2 separate regions of the Sus scrofa genome follow, and region 1 is linked to region 2. Evidence: chromatin contacts called from public promoter capture Hi-C data. All regions are on one chromosome and are shown on one strand. Each heading gives the region's core, a stretch centred on a gene start, on an enhancer-like site or on the middle of the called end of the contact. The rest is flanking DNA. Distances are from core to core; before and after follow the strand shown. Region 1 holds the start of PRR16 (protein Largen). Region 2 holds the start of HSD17B4 (hydroxysteroid 17-beta dehydrogenase 4).

Region 1 (5,032 bases), core at 793-3,292, 890 kb before region 2:
AGGACCTCCGTAGTAATTATGTTCTGTCTGTGGAACAACCTACAAGAATAGCATTTGCCACTGGCAAACTGAACCTTGCCGATGAATGGTCCATTTTAACAGACTTGCATTTGGTAACAAACGCGGAGTTGAGTTCACAGAGGTATTGGGGAGAAGGCGAGAAAGAGGGAGCTTCTTTTCTCACATCGGGATTGGAAACTGGATAGAGGAGCTTAATCTCCAGACAATCAAACCACCCTCAATCCTCTCCCACTTGGCCTCCGAAACAGGATTACAATTTTGGACCTCGATACGCCCCACCTCTTCCCTTCCCATAGCAGCCACCACCTTCGAAGTTACACTGTTAGCTCTCAGACAACTGGGGCGCGGACTCGCTGAGCTGACCGAGAACCAGGAACCACACCGGGCACTCATTCAGTAGTGGAACACTGAGCTGGGACTCTACCACCAGCTCTGAGACACCACCGGCAGGTTCGCGGAAGACCCCACCCCTCCCAACTCTGCCCTTGCCTCCGCCTGGAGCTGCAGCCTGAGTTATGCATCCTCAGCCTCGACATTGGCTCTGCTTCTTTCTATACGGATCAAGGCTGGTGAGGGCAGGGGGGCAGAGTGGACTGAGGATGGCGAGGGGGGAGCGGAAAAGAAGCAAAACAGTCCTGGTTCCCAAAAGCCAGGACGTAAGTGGCAAGACACCGATGCAGGCACACTACACACACACACACACACACACACACACGCACTCACCAAAGCGCCCTGCGCCCCAGGTTCCATGCCAACTGGCAACAAGACAGGAGGATGGAAGGAGGTGAGGTGGCGGGAAGGCCCGTTACAGAGAGCGACAATCCGAGGAGAGCAAGGGACGTCTGAGGAACTGCAAAAGTGAGAAAGTCCCAGACCCCTTCCACAGCCCCAAGTCTGGGCTCTCCTGCCAGCAGCCCCGAGTCGCCTTTTCTCCAGCAGGGCTCGGGAAGCCGAGAGAGAGAGGAGCTGGAGCCGAGCTTCTCCCAGGCCGTCCTCCCGGGCCTGGCCCGGGGCCCGGAACCCTGCCCCACTTCAGCCCCGGCTTGGGGAGGCTGCCAGGCAAGGAGCGACTTGCCAAAGGACTCCAGGGGAGCAGGAGGGCAAGAGAGGCGCATCTTGCACACTCTCTGTCCGGCTGCTGCTTTCTTTCTCTGTCGACACACCCCCGGTTAAGCCCTTTCCCCAGGCACACACACACACACACACACACACACGCAGCTAAAGAGACAGGCGGGTTCACCCCTCCCACCACCTCAAGTCTATCGATTAAAACACTAGTTGATTTCTTCCTGATTTAAAAAAAAAAAAAAAAAAAAAAAAAGTGCAACAACTCTTCAGAGTCGCCCAAGCAAAGAAAAGTCCGTCTGCAGGGATCCTTCTATAGTTTCCTAGGAGTTAGGAAATCTGGCTGTTGCCAGTGAAAACGGGACCGGGAACGCCGAGGGGTGGGGGTGGAGGGAGGTGAGAGGCGACGAACTCCTTCCCCACCCCTGAGACTCTCACCTCCTTAAGTTCCTTGGCCACGTCCTTCAGGTCGCCCAGGACTAATTCCAGATCCTCCACGATGATCTTGATTTGTTCCTTCACCTTGGTCTTGGAGGCTGCCGGCGGTCCCTCGGCTGGAGAGGACGAGGCGGGGGTCCCTTTGGACTTGGCTGACATTCTTTGGGGGCAAGCGAGGCAGGTCAGCACAGGCGGGCGAGCGGAGGCTGCTGCGCGCCCCGGTCCCTGGCGCCGCTGCGGCCGCTGCCGCCCCAATCCCCCCACATCTTGGACGCTCTTCGGGCAGCGGAGGGTGGCTGCGCTCGGCGCTGGGCCGGGCGGCCGCACTGTGGTGCTGCCATCAACTCCCCAAGACGCGGCGTTCGGCGCGGGGCTGCAGACGGGCGAACAGCGCGCCTGCGCCTCCTCCCGCCGCTCTCGCGCGCACACACGCACTCGCTCCCCGCCCGCGGAGAGGGGCGCGGGACCGCCTTTACCAGGGCTGTCAGCAGCAGTCTCGGCGGCATGTGCCTCCGGAATCTCTCCCAGAACACCTGGGCATCAAGGAGCTGGGAGACAAATTCGTGTCCTGCCCACCCCCTCGTCTAGATCCTGAAATGCCCTCATTGCAACCTGCTGGAGGTCTTCTCACATCTAGCTTGGATTCCTTCCGCTTCCCCCTCCCAGCAGAGACCTGGATCCCCACCAGCTTCCTAATCATAAGCAGTAGGATCAGATTAGGGTTGTTAAAGCGACCCTAAATTTTTATCCAGGACCAAAGTATGTCGTGAAGGCCTCCAGGTGTTCTCCTACTCACCTAGGAGTTAAACGCAGGTGTTCTTAACTTGTGCAGGAAAAAAAGAAAAAAAAAAAAAGTGGATTAAAAGCGACCCCTCACCCCCTGGAGTCATATCTAACCAATGTTCTTGAAAGAGGTATCTTAAGCAATCCTGCTGATTCCACAAAGCTAATACCGGATTTATTAATTGGAAGTCCTCACACCAAAAATCCCCTGGGAGGCTGTCTGAGTCATCTTGGCTGCACTTAACTGGGACAGCTTTTTTTTTTTTTTTTTTTTTTTTTCCTAGCTGTCCTTCCTCTTTTCATGACCTATGCTGATGTCTGTTTTGGGTACTGGGGGAGATACATTGGATCTCCTCCTGTGAGAGCTGAGTAAAAAGAGTTTGTTTCCAACGTTTTTTTTTTTTTTTGCATCCATTTCAAGTCTTTTGCTGCTAAACAGGAAAAAACTTTCTGACCTTTCTGTCAAAATGACCAAGGGAGGGAAGTTAATAGGAAGCTTTCCGTGGTTTAATTCTCAATAGGTGGCTACGATTCTCATTAGTTAAAGGTTTAATTTTCTTAGTAGCAAATCCATGGGTTATTAGCTACTGACCTGGCAAGCTGGATCTATGTTTTTTCTTTCGGTGCACCCTACTCAAGATCATTATTTTAATAAGCTTCCCATTTGGTCATGCCTTAGCAGGGCTCTCTGCTTCTTGCTTCTCACACCCCAGGTTCCAACATGAAGAAAGTCTTGGCAGTTCTCCTCTTCCTAGTTCCTTAAAGCCCGCATATTCACTTTCTTCATCCTGAATAATTCACCTTGATAAAATCCTTGAAATTCATATTTGAAATATGGATGAAGAAAGAGAAAACAGAAGAAAAACAGCAGTTTAGAACTGGTGTCAAAACAACAGCAACGAAAAATTAGAGGAAAAAGAAAAAAAGGTAGAAAGCAGAGGCTGCTGGAGGAGAATTAAAATAAGAATAAAGGAACCAGTATGCACTAAGCAAATTGAAAAGAGATGAAATCATTAGAAGTATTAAATAAGTAATGTACTTGATTTCTCTAAGGTAGAGGGAATATACATATATTTTAATTCCCCTTGTCTCTGCAGGTTCCTCTCTATTTTATAAAGATGTAAAAGAGAGTTCCCCTTGTGGCTCAGCAGGTTAAAAACACTACTTGGATCCATGAGGATGCTGGTTCGATCCTGCCTCACTCACTGGGCTAAGGATCCAGTGTTGCCATGAACTGTGCTGTAGGTATCAGACGCAGCTCAGGTCCCAAGTTGCTGTGGCTATGATGTAGGTCAACAGCTGCAGCCCGGATTAGACTCCTAGCCTGGAAACTTCCCTATGCTACAGGCGTGGCCCTAAAAGGACAGAATATCAAAATAAAAAAATAAAAAATAAGATGTAAAGATAAAGACAATATAATAAGACTTACAAACTCTCCCCCACTGAAAATTCCTCACATTTAATTATACTCTTATTTCATCTCTGAATAAAGGTAAGTGTTGAGAAGTGGAAGGAGAGGATGTGAAAGAAAAAAAAAAGTACTGCTCCACTATATTTGAGTTTTTGAGTCTCAGTAGTAGGCAAGTGATTGGAGAAGGCTCAAAAACTCAAAAGTATAATGATTTTAGGCAAGAATATTAGAAAAGAGGAAAAGTGATGTTTTTCTTCCAATGATAAAAGACTCCTCTTACAATTATAAGAGTATTTCCATGCTACTCTGAATCTCCTGCACCAAAGATTTAAAAAAATTCTGTTCTACCATATCCATTGCTTCTAATGAGCCAGACTATTCCAGCTCAAAACTGAATCATAATTATTACTCAAAAACATGCTATGCATGTCCACATCACAATTTACTCTTAAATAACGGTTTTCATCTATTTATCTATCTACATACCTATATTTAAATAAAATATGGAGTTAATTGAAAGACAAAAAGTTAAAATTAGCTTCTAAACCCAATCTCAAAAAGCTAGTTGATCCCCAGCAGTGACCCCAGTATCCATCATTAAGCCAATATGTATAAAATAGTCCTGAATAAGAAAATTTTACAAAAAGTGTTAAAGATATTGAGGGAAATCAGACAGAATGAAAGGATACAGTGATACAAGTCATCTATTTTTTTTTTTTTTTTAATCAACCTTGTGGAAAAAGTAGTCACTCCTTTGGCTCATCCTGCACTCTCTCTCTCTGATTAGTATATATGACGTTTTAAAGCCAAACCATGGGGCCCACACAGCAAAAGTGACACCTAATAAAATTTCTTATGGATGTCTTCATAAATCTGTTTATATGCTGGTGCTAGAGGCAAATGGGTACATATACAAACCATATACTTATAAACTTAGACAGAATAACAGTTTGCGGATAGAAAAGTTTTATTTATAGAAGTGATTATGCACCCAGCATTTTATTCCCTCTGTCTGTTTAGACATTTTCTGAGTTTTGCAGCAAAAAGGATTGAGTAATTATAGGAGATCATCTAGTGGTTGTTTGTTCAGTTACAAGCACTTATCAATATTCTCCTGTGTGTATGTGTGCATGTATTTAATTTATTGCATTCAATCTTTAATAACTAACCAACATGAGGAAATGCTATGACACTGACATAATTTTTAATTCACAAGGACCTCAAGAATATTCCCAAAATATTTTGTCCCATTTTGATGGCAACGGCTTTTATCAATACACTACCATAATAATGTACATTCAGTCTCAAAAAAAA
Region 2 (5,367 bases), core at 802-3,301:
GACCATTCTTAACTCCTTATGGGTCTTCCATTAAACTATTCAAAATTACAAGCTAAACAACAGCACCTGAATACTGCAAAGATATTTCTGTTCATCTCTAAAATAAGAGTGGTTTGGAGGTGGACTACTTCCCAGACTCAGACCCAGGACAAGCAGGCAGGGAGGCTCTCATGGACATTCTCCTGGGATGTTCAGCAATGCCTCAGTTCTAGGTAGGTATTCTCAAATCACAACTGTAAGACCTCAAGGACAACAGCCTTTGTCCTGAATTAGATTGGAATTAGATCTCAATCTCTCATAAATGATGGCCTAGTGTGGACCTTACAACAGTCTCAAATTTACCACAAAATTATATTCCACCCTCAGATAGTATTCAAGTCTAATGGCCAGTAATTGTACCATAATCCAGGCTCTTTAAAATACAAATCTGTTTATGAACAGGAGATGCTAAATTCATAACTGTCAAGCCACAACTCATTAATACTTCACAAAATCAATTTAGTGGACTGCAATCTGTATTTCTCAATGAAAGAAGCAGAAAAGTTCAAAGTGCACTGCATTTACTATGCACCACGTCATGAATTTCTTTCAAATATAGATGGCGGGGTGTGCACACACACACCAGGTCTTGGTGTAAAATGTATTTCATAGTGTGGATCACTCACTGTCAAAAGAGATTTAAAACAGGAGACACATTCCTTATTTCCATTCCGTCAAAGTGTAAACAAAATGTTTTTCCAAAACGGATCATTTTAGAATGAATGATCATTTTAGAATGAAGTATTTAGCTACAGGTACAAAATACTTGGCTACCAACTAATACTAAAGACATTTTTCTGAACAGAAGCATAAGAATTTACTTTATTAATGGAGATGTGAAGGTACAAATGAATTAACTGACAGAATTCCATTGTTTGTGATTTTTAACATACAATTCAAATTAATTCTTCATTAAATCCATAAGGCACTACCAGTGGGGGATCAATTAAGACCAAGATCCCTGCACTTGGAGGTCGGAGAGGTCGTGTATTGGTGGTAAAAATAGAAAACCTCAACGCAAAGCATTCGCGTGGGTATGACTGGTTTGTTTTAATTCTGTCCTTTAAAAATAGGGTTATTTCTCATAACAAATCACCATTTTGCTTCGGAAGTACAGGAAGATCTGGCCCATGTCAAAAAGGCCTCTGCTCCTCAGCTCCTGCTGTCCCCATGACACTCTCAATTACGTCCTTTATCAGGCACTGAGTTCACAACCCACGCCAAGACTCCAGTGGACTAGTCAATATGGTGCTTGGCTTGATATACATACAAAGTCCAACCAGGAGGAATCCAATCAGATTTTTTTTTTTTTCTTTTTAAGGAAGGCCCTCTAAAGAACTTAAAATCATCCAACAAAGGGAAGGATGAGTGACTTTTTAAAAGCAAGGGACTGACATATCTGCTACACCGGGGGTGACTGCAGCTCCCAGACGGCTTTTCCACCACATTTAAAAGACTTAAAGCGGCCTAGATAGTCTACTGGCAGGAAGAGTCCCAATGGATACTCACGGATGAGCTCCTGAAAGACCTTTCACCTAGTTCTGCAACCCGCAGCCCAACGAAGCCTCTCTCCTCAGGCAAGATCCTAAACCCTGAGAAGTCCACACGGGTGGGGGCTGCACCAGGAGTTTCTGGCTCTCCACTCAAGACTGGCCAGCCCCACCTCCCCCGCCTCAGCAGATTCGGCGTCGGGAGGACAGTCGTTGTCCGTCCTCCCACCACCCCCAGGGGATCCAGCCGCTCACTCCGCTAGCTGCCCCGCCACCGCTGTCCGCAGTCCCGACGCTGAGACCGCAGCCACCGCTGCGAGAGCAGCGGGACCGAAAAGGAGTGCTCCGGGATAGGAGCGACCCGGACGTCAGCCTTCCAACCTTTGCATGCCTACCTCCCCCGGCACCGGTGACCAGCACCACACGCCCGTAGAAGTTCAACATCGAGGCCATAAGTCCGGCCTGCAGAAGAACCAGCACAGCTCACACTGCCGGACAGGGAAAACCTGAGGCGAGGAGGAGCGGCGCCGAAGGCATTAACCGGCCAGTTTCTGGGTAAGAGAGTGACGTAGTATTTTTCCAAGTGCGCCTGCGCGGCCAATCCCTTGGAACTCTGGGAAATGTAGTCCACCGTGCCTCCAGGCGCTGCTGGACCCTGCCCAGGAGGCTTGGGTTGAAAGGGCTAGTTCTGCTGCGGAAGTAAAGGGAGCTGATGGGACCTTTGTGGTAAAATGGCTGACTGGGCCGACCTTGTATTTATCCATTCACCCGTCCCTTTGTCATTCACTCAACAAGCGTTTTCTGGATCTTGGCGAGGATGCAGCCCCTATCCTTAAGTAGCTTTCAAAAATAGCTCCTGAGAAGTAGAGGTACTCTGACCAATGGGTAAAAGATTTCTCAGAATGGACCTCTGGGAACTGTCAAAAATGCAAAGTACTGAGCCCCCACGCTGACATCCCAAATGGAATTGATTGACTCTACCGGTCCTGGAGTCTGAGACTGGCCAAGACCGCTTGTTTCTGCCAGGAAGGTTTTCTTTTTCCACTTGGCTTCACACAGCCAATAATGAAATCGATGTTGAAACTGGAACAGCACGAGCTTTATTTAATCACCAAAGAATGGAGAAGCGGAAACTTAGGTCACAAATCAATTTCTAAACCCAATTCAGATGGAGACACCACACATGTAGGACGATGGAGATAAAAGGGAGGTAATTAGGAAAAGTGGGAGGAATACTCAGTCATGACTTAACCAAGAACATCGATGTACTTCGGATCCAGAACTGAAAGAACACTCCTCCGTAGTCTTCGTAGTCTTCGTATGGGCCTTTCCCATTGTTGCTGTGGTAATTGTCAAGGGACAAAGCACTGGTAGGTGTCATTTAGTGTGCTAATCTATTGCAATGAATGTATAATGAGGCTAAAAGTCTACTGGAAGTCAAATGTTCTCTGGCACCTGGTTTGTTCTAACCTGTACTTGTTTTTCTCTTTGCAGCTTCCTCCTGAAACTTAGACTAGAGCAACTGGTTTCCATTCAAGGAAGGGGAAGGGGTATGATTCTGGGGCAATAGTCTTGGCCACAAAATATCAAGGGACAAAAAAAAAAAAAAAAAATGTCCAGGGGTGATTCTAAATAACTTTTGCTTTTGGGGGTTGAATATAGTCATATTATTAAGCACCTAGGGGTAGTAAGCACAAGTTTACAGATGAAAAATAAGGTGTCCCTGAGCTATTCAAAATTAGGTGGTATAACTTTACCTACAGTACAGCATGCTAAGACTTGTGCCGAAATAAACAAACCCTTTCCCTTCCGGTGAGAAAAGGGGAAAACTTTCCAAAGGAGATGACAGACTTAAGAAGTGTGCTTTGCAAATAGAGGATATTATAGGTAATAGAAGTAGAAGTACTAGCTTGACAGAGGTGGAGGTAAGTTCACGAAAGTAAGCAGAATCAGTCAGATCACATTTAGGTGTTTAAATTTTGAGCTTAAAACATGTTAAGCAAGATTACTCCAGAGAAATGTTTACATCATGAAAAGGTCATTTTGCCCCACTACTGAGAATTGACTGGAGGTGAACAGAGAGAACAGATAGACACCTATTGGAGAAAACTGTAGAGACCAAAAGTAATGCAGAGGAAATATGGAAGGAGGGGGCAGTAATACAGAGGTATATTTGGAAATGGAGTTAATAGGTCTTTTTTTTTTTTTTTTTTTTTGGCTTTTTGTCTTTTTTTGTTGTTGTTGTTGTTGCTATTTCTTGGGCCGCTCCCGCGGCGTATGGAGGTTCCCAGGCTAGGGGTTGAATCGGAGCTGGAGCCACCGGCCTACGCCAGAGCCACAGCAACGCGGGATCCGAGCCGAGTTTGCAACCTACACCACAGCTCACGGCAACGCCGGATCGTCAACCCACTGAGCAAGGGCAGGGACCGAACCCGCAACCCCATGGTTACTAGTCGGATTCGTCAATCACTGCGCCACGAAGGGAACTCCTAATAGGTCTTTTTGATTAATTGGACATGGATGTGAGACAAGAACGACTGGAATAACCTCCATACTTCCAGCTTGAGTATCTAGGGTAGGGTGGGCCATTCATCAAAATAAGGAATAGTGGTAGACGATCAGCTTTTGGAGGGAATTTTGCTCTGGGCCAATTGTCTATGGGAAGAGAAGCAAGGCAATGGCTGGAGAAGTCCAGCAGACAGTTAAGGTTCTAGAGCTCTGAGAGTTTAGTCTCACCTCTCAGGCGCAGCAAGAACGATCTCTGAGTAACTCAAGGCCAAACCTCCAGGAGTAGTCATGTCACTGAAAGCTCTCCCCTATACCAGTGCCTTGCTCTCTTAGCCATTTGTCCACACCTGCCTTTTAACTTCTGACCCCAGAACTCTTGTGCTCACCGAAACCCAGGAAAGCTAGCCTCAGCGGTGCTCAAATACAAGAAAGCTCCTGCAGTAAGAAAGGTCACTTGACCCTGCCCCACCCTGGTGCCACCTCCAACCAATGGGGTTGGCTGGGGTGTAGCCCCTGCCACTCTGCTCATGCTCTCCACTAAGGCCCATGGGACTGTGAGGCTACCCTAGCCTTAGGTCAATAGCAAATTTCTTCACTTATTGGGCACAAGGAAGTCCTCAGGCTTTTGGAATATAGACACAGGTGAAGATGTGAAATTGAGCCTTGGGCATGGCCATTAAGTGTAGGATAGTGTGATAACTCAGTAAACTGCAGTCTCCACTCCACACCCAACACATAATGAAAGTTCGAAGGCTAAGAGTTGAATTGGAGCTACAGCTGCCGGCATAGCCACAGCCACTCTGGATGCAAGACATGGCTGCGATCTGCACCACAGCTCATGGCATTGTTGGATCCTTAACCCACTAAGCGAGACCAGGGATTGAACCCGTGTCCTCATGGATACTAGTCAGATTCTTAATCTGCTGAGCCATAACAGGAGCTCCCCGCTGATTCTTGAGAAGACTGTAGCTACAGCAACTGAGAACCAAACTTCCTCAAACTAAACCCTATGAGGAGGACCCACTCCTCCAAGTTTCACCTGGTGCAAGTGCTCAGATCTCCATGTGTGGTAGATGTTTCAATCTTCTGTTGTAGTCTTTCTTGTTTAATCCAATAACCCCGTTCTTTGTGTGTTTTGTTTTGTTTTTTAAAGGGTGGGGAAGAGTCTATGTGCATTATTTCTACTTTCTAGAAATGTAAGTGCAAAAGCAACTCAACTATAATCTTCAGTGAGGTGGGCTTAACCACAGGCCTGCAAGAAGAGCAAGATTGAAGGCTTTCTCACCCATCTCTGTGGTGTGAACGAGTTCACTTCCCAGACTCAAAACTA

The links. Promoter capture Hi-C pulls out the DNA fragments that hold promoters and counts their contacts.
Region 1: a promoter capture Hi-C map of fetal skeletal muscle shows a contact between it and region 2, with 4 times the contacts expected there. The contact joins the promoter of PRR16 here to the promoter of HSD17B4 in region 2. A contact is called at or near these places in 2 of 5 promoter capture datasets (fetal skeletal muscle and liver) and 7 of 47 Hi-C or Micro-C datasets (embryonic fibroblasts, epiblast stem cells, fetal skeletal muscle and 4 more).

What each region holds. Positions count from the first base shown.
Region 1 is chr2:124,196,385-124,201,416 of Sscrofa11.1, reverse strand. It overlaps PRR16 (protein Largen), which reads right to left and starts at 2,042. Exons shown (of 3, transcript XM_021084676.1): 1 at 1,525-2,042. The coding sequence starts at 1,683.
Region 2 is chr2:123,310,167-123,315,533 of Sscrofa11.1, reverse strand. It overlaps HSD17B4 (hydroxysteroid 17-beta dehydrogenase 4), which reads right to left and starts at 2,051. Exons shown (of 24, transcript NM_214306.1): 1 at 1,925-2,051. The coding sequence starts at 1,982.